Regions from separate parts of the Mus musculus genome. Here all the other regions are linked to region 2. Evidence: chromatin contacts called from public HiChIP or PLAC-seq data. All regions are on one chromosome and are shown on one strand. The core of a region is the stretch at or near the end of the contact, and the rest is flanking DNA. Distances in the headings are between cores, read along the strand shown.

The links. HiChIP or PLAC-seq counts read pairs in DNA pulled down with a chosen protein or histone mark.
Region 1: a contact with region 2 is called in an H3K27ac HiChIP or PLAC-seq map of extraembryonic endoderm stem cells, with 7 times the contacts expected there. The contact joins two enhancer-like sites. A contact is called at or near these places in 1 of 39 promoter capture datasets (liver), 1 of 484 Hi-C or Micro-C datasets (extraembryonic endoderm stem cells), 4 of 115 datasets of contacts at active chromatin or transcription factors (bone marrow-derived macrophages, extraembryonic endoderm stem cells, forebrain and 1 more) and 1 of 9 other capture datasets (adipose tissue).
Region 3: a contact with region 2 is called in an H3K27ac HiChIP or PLAC-seq map of embryonic stem cells, with 2.9 times the contacts expected there. The contact joins two enhancer-like sites. A contact is called at or near these places in 1 of 39 promoter capture datasets (hippocampal neurons), 2 of 484 Hi-C or Micro-C datasets (embryonic stem cells and memory CD8 T cells), 7 of 115 datasets of contacts at active chromatin or transcription factors (embryonic basal ganglia, embryonic forebrain, embryonic stem cells and 2 more) and 1 of 9 other capture datasets (pancreatic islet).

The regions. Positions count from the first base shown.
Region 1 is chr9:41,172,019-41,175,650 of GRCm38.p6, forward strand. It overlaps Gm35657 (a long non-coding RNA gene), which reads left to right. Exons shown (of 8, transcript XR_870644.1): 4 at 1,233-1,423; 5 at 1,924-1,973; 6 at 3,201-3,310. Among named protein-coding and RNA genes, the nearest start is that of Gm35657, 15 kb to the left of the region's middle. Within about 2 kb of position 1,358, at least 20 of the 459 cell types and tissues checked have an H3K27ac peak or open chromatin away from gene starts, as enhancers often do. A contact at or near this core is called in extraembryonic endoderm stem cells, where this site is marked.
Region 2 is chr9:40,782,032-40,785,833 of GRCm38.p6, forward strand. It overlaps Clmp (CXADR-like membrane protein), which reads left to right. Exons shown (of 7, transcript NM_133733.5): 7 at 276-3,288. The coding sequence ends at 579. Among named protein-coding and RNA genes, the nearest start is that of Hspa8, 17 kb to the right of the region's middle. Within about 2 kb of position 2,225, at least 171 of the 459 cell types and tissues checked have an H3K27ac peak or open chromatin away from gene starts, as enhancers often do. A contact at or near this core is called in embryonic basal ganglia, embryonic stem cells, extraembryonic endoderm stem cells and 1 more, where this site is marked.
Region 3 is chr9:40,395,753-40,399,584 of GRCm38.p6, forward strand. The region is part of intron 2 of Gramd1b (GRAM domain containing 1B); the gene reads right to left. Among named protein-coding and RNA genes, the nearest start is that of Gm51668, 19 kb to the right of the region's middle. Within about 2 kb of position 1,524, at least 137 of the 459 cell types and tissues checked have an H3K27ac peak or open chromatin away from gene starts, as enhancers often do. A contact at or near this core is called in embryonic basal ganglia, embryonic stem cells and forebrain, where this site is marked.

The DNA of each region.
Region 1 (3,632 bases), core at 108-2,607, 390 kb after region 2:
AAGAGACAGCTATATCAGGCTTCTGTCAGCAAGCACTTCTTGGCATCAGCAATAGTGTCTGGATTTGGTGTCTGTATATGGAATGGATCCCCAGGCGGGGCAGTCTCTGGATGGCCTTTCCTTCAGTCTCTGCCCCACACTTTGTCTTCATATTTCCTTTAGACAGGAGCAATTCTGGGTTAAAAATTTGGAGATGAGTGGGTGGCCCCATCCCCTGACCCCATCCCCTTGTCTAACCTCTGGATATGGTCTCTACAGGTTCTCCCTCCCTTTTGTTGGGTATTTCAGCTGATGGTAACTGCTGCAGCTATTTAAACAGGAATGTAATTTAAACTCCATAAACTTCAGTTTTTGCACAGGTTAAATAAAGATTTAAAGTATACCGTGTTAATAAATGATGGGGTTCAAAGTCGGTACAGAGCTCAGGATACAGAATAGTTTGCAGACATAAACATAGCAATGCCGAATAAGATCGTGTTAAACTGTGGTAATGCTAAAGGAGATGCTGGAGATAATGCCTGTAAATGGGAATGAGAGTGAAAAAGAGGACACTGGGGCGGGGCGGGGCGGGGTGGGGCGGGGCAGGGCAGGGCAGGGCAGGGCAGGGAAGCTGGTGATAAGAGGAAGACATTCAAACTGAGACCTGGTCACTCACTAGGAAGCACATTAGCTAGATAGAAATGACAAAGTTGCCCGACATAAAATGTAACAATTTTTTTTTTGTTGTTTGTTTCTTGAGACAGGGTTTCTCTGTATAGCCCTGGCTGTCCTGGAACTCACTGGCCTAGTTCACATTAGAGGGATACAAAGTTTAAAATGAAGCAGGAAATAAATTAAAACGTAGGCTTTACAGCCCTAGAAGAGGAAAGTTAGCATACAGCCCCATGTAAGTTGAAGAGAGGTATTCCAACCATGCACACAGTCTTTCACAGATGCAGTCTTCTGTTTCCAGGTCCATCCATCTGGCTTAGTGCCCCAGAGAGCCTGGTTCTCGGTTAGGAGTAACCCTGGTTTGCCCAGTGTTTTCCATGGATTGCATGTGTGTCCTACCACAGTGTTGGGAAGTTAGCCAGCCTTCCATGGATGAGAAAATTAGGAGTTGCCTTTCATGACACCTCACATCTGGCCTGATATATATTCTAGACCATTTTATGAGTACACTGTCAGGTAAGACATACTTTGAGGGCAAGGATGTCCGTTCATAAGAACTGAAACTACCATTGTTCTTCTAGGTATCTCTGCCTCTCTTCACTGCTACAAACAAACAGCAAACTGCAAACTCCTGGCAGTGCTGCTGGGATGAAGATTGAGAGGATACAGCCAGACTGGCTCTCTTCCCCACGAAAACATCTGGTATGAATCAGGCCTTGCAGGCCCCTAGAGACAGCAGCTCTCGAACCCAACCCAGCCTTATGGCTTAAGGGTAAGATAGATACAGTATCTAATCAAACTCACTTTAAGGAATTGACTTCCATTGTCAACCTGATACACAGCTGTGGGTATGTCTAATTGATGTAGGTGGGTCCTGTGGGTAGTACCATCCCTGGACTGTCCTGAGTTAGAGACAGAAGGTAGCTGAGCAAGCCAGAGAGAGAGCAAGCCATCAGCAGCAATTTGCCGTTGCTTTTTGCTTCAGTTCCCCACTTCAGGTTCTCATCTTGAGAGCCTGTCCTTGCTTCCCTCAAAGACCGACTGACTGACCTGTAAGATGTAGTAAACAGTTTCTTTCTCCAGGTTGTTTCTGGTCATGGCATTATCACAGCTACAGGGAAATAAGCTAGACCCAAGGGTGTAAAGTTGCCGACCACCGGTAATACTGCGGGTAGATGGGATGGAGTGCTAAAGAGGGGAAATGATTTAGGGACTGGTTTAACTGAGCTCAGGCCCCTCCAGCTGCTAATCTCTGTGTTTTCCTGTTCCCAGGCTTTGACACCTGGGGAAGATGACTCTTGCCTGTGAACAACAACTGCAGGGTGAGCTGGAACTGCTCTTGCAGGCATGATCTGTAAGGACGGGAAGTAAGAAAAGGTCTTGAAACTTCCAATCTCCTGGGCCCATCAGGAAGAACTCGGGATAGTCCAGACCCCACCCGGGAGCCATTTGTCCTTTGCTTCACCTTGAAGGAGTTAAAAAGCCTTCCTGTATTGAAGAGGCAGGGATGGAGGAGGGCCCAAGGAGGGGGAGAAGAGGGAGCATGGAGGAGGAGACAGGCTTGGGCCCCTGTAGCTCTTTCCTTTTGTTGCAGTGGGTTTGTGCTTGTAGGTCAAAGGCAGATGTGAAGTAGGAGAGGTGCGCTGTGGACTTAAGGACCGTAGCTGCTGGGGTTGGTGTGACGGTACCAGCCCATGGATACTCTGGAAGGATGGAACTCAGAGTTTAGGAGGAGGGAGCAGAAAAGCCTCGAGGGTGGGAAGATGAATAAGGTAGACCCTCTTCCTTTCCCATCAGGCCATTGTTCTGAACCCCAAGCCCGATCAGGGCTCACAGTTTGGTGACTGGCAATAGCCACTGGTTTGGGCATCTGGTCTGGCATTATTGCTCCCACACAGCATGGCCCTGGCCACTGTTCCTCAGCTTCTTCACCTGAAAAATAGAGATGGTGCTATGGAGGACAGAATGAGATGAACATGCCTTGCATACAGCTGTTAACACACAGGAAAGCTCTTCATAGAGAGAGAAGAGAAGCACGGTCTAGAAGGGAAGTGTTGTGGTACACCCTGTCCAGGGAGTTCACATAGACTAGGTGCTGTTTCAAGTCATCCCTGCAGGTTGGCTTGTCACCCGGAAGCCTTGGGAGAAGAGTGTTTCCATCCCTCAGTTTCCATACCTTCCCTCAAGGGGGGCTAAGATAAGAGGCAGGCAGAAATGGACGAAGGAAGGGACTGGCGTCTTTTCACACATCTCTGATTTAGCCTCTGCTGTCTTTTTCTTTGAGGCAATGGGTATGAAACCCAGGCTTTGCACACAATAGATAGGCACTCTACCCCTGTGTGCTTCCCCAGCCCTTTTGTTTTGAGACAGAACGTCTCTGTGAACTCACTGTCCTCCTGTCTCTGCCTCTGGTGCTGGGATCATGGGCATGTGCCACCTTGGCCGGCTATTCAGCCTAGCCCCGTCCTCATTACATTTTCCCGTCCTCAGTGGCCCAGGATCTCCCTGCTTTACTTAATTCAGCTCCTTTCTACTCTGCTCTGTTATAGATGGGCTGTGTAAGCGCAGACAAGAGAACAAAGAAGAAACAAGAGCTTCCCAAGCTTTTGGGTGCTGTATTGGTGATCACAGATTTGTCCCATGACTCTAATGTCAGAAGGTAATGAATATGTACTGTGCTATACACACACACACACACACACACACACACACACACACACACACACAGAGAGAGAGAGAGAGAGAGAGAGAGAGAGAGAGAGAGAGAGAGAGAGAGAGGTCATTCAAGGGCCAATGGGGAACAATTCTCTGAGAAAATCTGTACCTTATAAGAACTAGACTAGGAACTATATATGAAATAGTAGGTTTCTCTATTCAAACTCTTTTTTATCAGCTCAATTCAAACATGACCCGACCACTGCCTTTTGTTTCTCAAGAGAATTCAGAATCACCCTGACGGAAAACAATCACAGCTTTCTTCA
Region 2 (3,802 bases), core at 975-3,474:
AAGCAATCAAAGTCTCCTGTTGAGCTGTATCCTGGTGCAACTGGCTCAACCTCTCTGGCAGTCACTCAACAAACATTTTCCTAAACTGAGCATTAAGTCTTAGGAAACCAGAAACTGCTCAGTTCCTTAACTGACTGCCTTGGAGGTTTATGGCTTGAGGAGTTTATTGGAAAAAAAAAAAAAAATCTCAGGAGGAAGTAACTTTAACGAGCGTCAACCCAGCCCCGGCAGTACTAAAGTTTATCTTTGCTATCTGTTCACTTTTCCGCTTTCAGAGAAGACGCCGAAGCGCCCCGAGCCCGCCTTGTGAAGCCTAGCTCCTCTTCCTCAGGCTCCCGGAGCTCACGCTCTGGCTCCTCCTCCACCCGCTCCACCGGGAACAGTGCCTCCAGAAGCCAGCGGACGCTGTCGAGTGAAGCAGCGCCGCAGCAGCCCGGGCTAGCCCCGCAGGCATACAGCCTCATAGGACCGGAAGTGAGAGGTTCTGAACCAAAGAAAGTCCACCATACGACCCTGACCAAAGCAGAAACCACACTCAGCACAACGCCCAGCCAGAGCAAAGCCTTCCAAACTGTCTGACTTAGAGTGGACTTGACTTGCGCTTGCCCCAAAGTCAGGATCTTAGCCTAGTCACTGGAGCTCGTCCACCAGCCACGCAAGCCCCTCAGCCAGATACGATCTCACTTAAGTAGCTGCAGAAATGGCACGGACCAGTTCTGATGAGTACCCTCCTTATATAGGATACCAAACAAACACAAGGACGGAGGCTGACCATCTATCTCTAAAGGCACCTCACTGTGCCTTCAGACAGAGTGGAGGGGAGGAGGGGCCCAAGCTTATTTGGTGAAAATAAAGGGAAAGGTGAGGCTGCACACACCTGAAACATCTTACCTAGGATGTTGCAAGTCACCACAGTCAAGAAGAAGCGGGAATCTCGTAGATCAATTTTCTATTCATTTCTGCAAATTTATTGGATTAGTGTGATTATTCAGATAGTCAAAACAGAAGCCCACGCCTTATAATATACCTATCTGCAACATGTACTGGGAGAACTGCGTTTAAGAAATTCACATTAAAAAAAAAAAAAAAAGAAGGAAACACATTTTTTTTCTACTTTGACTTGACTTCTTGTGTCATAAGGTTTGAACGTTGGTTGGGGAGGATTTGCAATGTGGGAGACAGAGAAAAGGGACTTTTCTCTTACCTCATCAACAGCCAATCTTCCTATTTCCGTCGAACCCTAAAATAATAACTAAGGAGGGAGTCCAACCAAGATGGGACATGATTCTCTGAAGAGCTTTCCTTTTTGATATTCAGAGGCTTGACAACAGATATCAAGACGATTATCCCGGGGCAGTTGTGGCTCTTTATTCCAATTTGACTGACTCCCCTAAAGACTTCTCTGCTGGATGTTTCTAGGAGAAACAAATACTCACTACATGTCACTTAATGAATGTCCTTAGGGACAGTCCTCTAGAGAAAGTCTCTCAGGGATGTTGAAAGATCCCCTTGCATACCACTTCCTGCTCCTCTTTCTGGGAACAAGAGCAACCAGAATTTCAAGACTGCTTGGAATAGAGAGGGAGAGTAGACCTTTCTCTCAGTAGGTCAAAGGACATTTGATACTGGCCCAAAACTTGGCGATTCTTTCATTCTAGAAGGATGCAAATGTGGGACTTTTGATGATTCTAGGCCTTAAATTTTCAGCAATCATTTCCTAAAGGCACTGAAACCCAAACCCCTCCCATGGCCCTCTCCCCGCTGAGAGGTTGAACGGTATCCTCGCTGTCTTTCTTCTCAGCGGTAGACTCCAAGAGACTTGGAAGGAGTAAACTGCCATTAGGGAGTAGGTGGTGAGCAAAACAAGGGGTGGTGGGCGGTGGGAGTGGGTTCAGCTCAAGGCTGTTAACATTTTTGGCGTTGGCGCTTGGGAAGGAATTAGCAGAAAGGATTCACTACCAGCAAAAGTATCAAACAACTCACACAAGGAGAAGAAAGGTGTCTGAGAAATGTTTAAAAAAAAAAAAAAAAAAAAAGGCAGCCTTTCCAGGACAAGTAACTTGCCTTTTAGAAGGTTTTGAAGATTAGGGCACTTAAGGCACAGCTGCTAAACCTGAATGAGCCCTTCAAAGAACAAAGCAAAGTCAGCTGGTCGTGGTGGGTGGAGCGGAGCATTTCCTATTGTTGACCAGGGCAAAGGCTAGAGAAAAGCGGAAGTGCTGTGGCTGCTGAGATGAAGTGTTCTCTGGAGCAGGACTCGGATGCTTCCAGGAAAAGGTTGAGGCTCACCACTGCCCTGTGTCTCTGGCTTCTTATTCCTACGTTTAATTGGCATAAGAGCATCCTCACAGGATGTACACACATTTCCTTCTAAAGTGCCTGGGAAATGATGCTTGCGTTAAGTTGTTTGGGGTTCGTTTGGGTGGGCTTTGTGCATGCTAAAGTGACCGTCCTAACCTGAGTTTTGTCTTCCTTTTAAAGAGGTAGAAATAAGAGACATTGAGGAAACAACACAGGTGCCTGTCCATTTGAGAGAACCGGCATATTTGAATGCTTCTTATACTAACTCTTATCTCATTGTAAGATTTTTATTTTAAGCCCCTTACTCTGATTACACTTTATCCTTCTTGGAGGATGGTATCCAAGCAACATGTCTCTCCTGCTATATAATTCTGAGCGTTCTCATTCCTGGAGTCCCTGAGCCATGCAAGCTTACCATGAAGGCTGCAGCTGCGCTGTCAGGAGCAATTTTCTCACTGTTCCCTGCCTTTGAGCATCGGATTTCCTGCCTGTGCTTTGCAAGCAGGGATCAGTCCCCTTTGTCTGAAAAGGAAATTCCAATTCTTTAAACGTGTTGTTAGAAACCAATACCACTGAATATCCAAATTACTTTGGAAACTCTTTCCAATGGAAAACTGCATTAAAACACGCCAAACATTATACTGGGAGCTGAGAAATTCTGAGAGATAAGGCACTGAAGTCTTAGTAACGACAGAGCCTCAGCATCAGCCATTCGCGGTTAAATAAGACAGAGAATGAGCTGAAGATGGAGCAAAAGCCATGACTGGCTCCAAACCTTATTCCATTGACTTTGCAAACCAAGCCAGCTGAGTCTTTAATGTGAAACAAATAGAAAAGGAAAAAACAAAAACAAGCAAACAAACAAAAAACTGATGGGCAAAAGCAAAAAAAAAAAAAGTAATAATAAATGTTTGTAAGAAAATGCAGGAGGAGGAATGTGTATGTTTAAAGAATAACCGTTTCAATAAAATATATAAGCCAAACTGACATTTGTAAAATAGTAAGATTAATGTTTTTGTTGTCATCTTGTACACAAAGCATTTCAGAATTGCTGTTCCAAAAGGTATTTATGGTATGTTTCGTTTCTGGTACTATGCTGTTTGTGTGTCAGTCTGCTGTGTTGCCTTGTAAACCGGGTGGTACTTGTCACAAAAGCAGTTATTGATTGTAAGTCCATTTGTAACAGCAATGAGAAAATAAATAAGGGACGGTGGCACCCAAGGAGGAGCTGGGGCTATTTAACCTGCACAGGATATGTATGTATGCCTTGCTGCCAGAAGAACAGAACTCGGACCGTATATGATTAGTGATTGGTTTCAGTCACGAGTTTTATTTAATTCAGTTACCGGGGTCTAGTTAATCCCAAAGATGAGAGGAGAAAGACCACAGGCCCAAATCATCATGGTCAAGTTAATTACAGCAGACAAGTAATTAAAGCAGGCTGCCTCATCAGTATATGAAATCCTTTTTTTCTTCTCAAGGCAGAATGTTAAGCATAAGT
Region 3 (3,832 bases), core at 274-2,773, 390 kb before region 2:
TAGATAGATAGATAGATAGATAGATAGATAGACAGATAGCTCACTCAGCAGGTAAAGGTTCTATCACATCTATTTCTGTAACTCTGATGAATTTTTTAATAAGTCCCATTCTATGATCATGGTTGAATCTACTGGGGGCGAGGGGGTAGGAAGAGGAGAGACCTTTCTCCTACTCAATGAGGGTACCCCCACTAGACTCCTTTACAAATCCAAGAGCATGGGGACTGTGCCACACCACAGATATCGCACTGTCCTCTTTACTCAGAAGCCTGACAAGTTCCCTCTGACTATCGTGTGGCCTTCAATCCTCTCTCTGTGCCTGGGCTGACAATCAAATGTGCAGACAGAAGGCAGAAAGCTGGTGCCTACCAAAGAGGACATTCTATTTCATCAAAATCGCACAGAGACCAATTCCTTGATAACTGGAGTCTGCCTAGTCTCTCCGATGACTCAATCCATCTACCTACTCAGTTCTTAAGGAACTATCACCAGGTAAGGAAGGTGGTATACACCTGTAATCCCTTGTGTACTCACAAGGCAGAGACAGGAGCAACTGCACACACTTTGAGCCTCGCTGATCTACATAGTGAGTTCCAGGCTAACTGGGGCTACTTGGCAAGCTCTGACTCAATAGATCAAACAACCAAAACCTGGCACACATCCCTGGAAGGTGAACTTGTGTCAGCAGTGTTGAGAGAGCATCAACAGAAGCCTAAGGCAGTTCAGGCCTTGAACCCACCAGCCTCAGACATAATGTAATTTGGTACAGAACAGACAACCTGCAATGGTTGGGGAGGTATATATTTCAGAGTACAAAGAATATTCTGAGAAAAAAAAAGAAACAAAAAAAACTATATATATATATATATATATATATAGGTCTTTTTTTTTTCAAGACAGAGTTCTCTGTATAGCCCTGGCTGTCCTAGAACTCACTTTGTAGCCCTGGCTGGCCTCGATCTCAGAAATCTGCCTGCCTCTGCCTCCCAAGTGCTAGGATTAAAAGCATGCACCACCACCGCCAGGCCAGAAAATGATATTTAAAAGGGTAGAAACAGCTGCTGCAGGGGCCATTGGATTCATACCTCTTCTACTTAGCAAAAAGGACGTGAGAGATTCCTTATGAAATAACCCTCCAGCCTATACGCTTGCTTTTGAAACTAGAGACCTGAGGCTCCCTGTTCTCCAACCCATTTCACTTCGCCTAATAAGTTAGCGAAGGGGCAAGAGAGAAACACTCCTTTACAATATTCTCTGTCTGGGGCAATTATTCATACTAATCACTCTACCTTAGGTAGCTGCTTAATCACTGCACTTAAGCACCAAGTTAAGGAGAGGAAGTGATAAAGACCCAGAAGGCTTTGAGAAGGTCAGGTTTTGACAGCCGAGTGGAAGGTGATGTGAGAAATCCAGTCTCCAACTCCCTGAGCACAGATCTGAGGCAGAACACTGCACCTGCTTCTGCTAGAAGAGCCTTCATGGCAGCAGCAGCAGCAGCAGCCGCTTGGGAGGTTGGACTACAAGGAAGCCAGTGTGGTTGTTTCAAACCCTGGTCAGAGAAACTTCCCCAGCACTGCATTCTGGGAGTTGTAGTTCTGAGCAGCAGGCATTTGGCAGCCATGTTTGCACTGCTTTCAGAGTATACAACTGCATTTTGATTTCTGTACCAAGATTATAAATCTACAATCAGATGTCTTTTCTAAAAAGGTCAAATCCCTTCTCTCTAGCTTCTGGGTGCTGTGGGAAACTGAAAAGAAGGCAATGAGACTGGGAAAGACTCACAGAACTGTAAGGAACTTGAAAAAATGAGGAGTCTTAGCTCTCTAGTAGACTCTCTGGTTATAAAAGATGGGTTCTTTGGAAGGACAAACAGGAAGAGAGCAAGGGCAGCAGGCGTTCCCTTGCAAGTGTATATCTGCATGAGTGACTTTCTCATCCTTTGCTTGTTAGCCATCAACCTTCAGCAAAGCACTGAGCATAAGGAAAGGCTGAGACTTAAATTCTAACTCAACCATTCACCTCTGTGTAACATTGGGTAAATTGCTTGGCCTGACTGTGTCCCCATTTCCTTATCTATAAGTCAGGGATGTTACAAAACTAAAGCATTTGTAAAGCCAGAAAACACTGTAAAGGGCTTGGATTCGTGTCTGGCAAAGAAATACTAAGTCAGAGTTTGTGTCTGTGTTCATTTGTTATTCAATGGTAGTCTTCCCCTTTGCCAAGCAACCCCTCACCCCAGGGTGTACATTCCAAGTCTCTCCCAGAATTCACCATAAGGGCAGGTACGCAGCAGGGAAACCCAGAGCTGTTGATGAGGCTAAACAGAGACATGAAAGCAGTGCAGCAAACAAAAGAGTCAATAGAATAAGACTAGGAGAAAGAATGTGTACCAAGGATGCTACCGGGGAACATCAATGACGCTAGACACTAAGAGAAAGCTGGACCTGGGCTCAAACAGAAGGCCACACACGGCACGGGTCTATATTCCCATCACTCAGAAGGCCGAGATGGAATGGCGTGAGTTCAAGGCCAGCCAGGAGTGTGGAGGTGGAGGCAGAAGGATAAGATATTAAAAGACATCCTTGGCTACATAGTGAGTCAGAAGCCAGCCTGGGCTACATGAGACGACACCCCCCCCCAAAAAAAAAAACCCTAACACCGTAATCTACAAGGCAATCAGAAACGTGGACCCGGTTGAGCATGAAGGGAAAAGGAGAGCAAGTGACTAAAGGCAGGGTGGGAATGACCACGGGAGGATAAGATGGAGCACCAGAGAGCTGGGGACAGAGAGATGCTGTCTTGGGAAAAGCCAGAGATGTGAGAACCACCCCTGCACAGGTCAGGTTCAAATCAGACTTGCAAAAGTGAGCTGCTCTCTGGAGAAGTGGGGGCTTAGAGTGGAAGAAGTTTAGATGAGGAAGGAACAAGGGTAGTAGGAAGGGGCACAGTAGGAGATAAGATAAAATGATTGGTTTTAGGACACCCCCTGCCCGCCATCTTCCTGTTTGCTGTAAATGGTTAGTGGTTCCTGGGCTATGTACCAGGCAGATATTAAGAAAACAGAAGCTGTATGCCTAGGCTAGCTAGGCACAGTTCTATTAAATTAATTCATGTTTAGAACAGGGTCACTGGAGGCTGAGATGTTCTGTTCCTCTGATGTTTAGAGGTCTATGACAACTCGCATCAGAAGCTGTTGTGAAACGCATTAACTGGAACACTCCTGAGCCTGGGCAGGCATTCATGAAGTTAAGATCGCAGCCTAGGGACCTGCATATTAATCAAGCTCTTCTTCGCAGTCTCAGACACATACAGGGCCAAGAACCACAGCCTTGGCGATACAACAGAACACTCGCTATCCAGAGGGTGTGGACACTAACCCACTCATGTACAGGAAGGGTTACAGCTTAGATTTGTAAGTATATTCTTATTTTGTACTTAAAATCTCTCCATCACCATACAAACGACACACTGCGATTTTAGTACAGAAGGGCACAGCCACCATGCATTGGTAACACATATCAAATATGGCTTTGCAACCATGCTGATGTGATCTCCCCGGCCCCACCCCACCTCCCCACCCCCACCCCACTCCCAATACAATAACTGCAGTGCTTAGACAGGGTAAGCTGCAGAGAGCTGCTCTGAGCTTCCACTGTAAATCAGTAACTGAGAAGAGGAGTCTGTCCTTCAATTCCCCATCTCAGCCTTGGAGACCAAAGCAGAGTAGGACCAGCCTGATGTTGGAGTCTCTGTCATGAGTCCAAGTTGTTTCCCACCTACACTCCTTCTTTATTGTAACTGGTAGGAGGATGAGACTTCTCCTAGCAGGAAG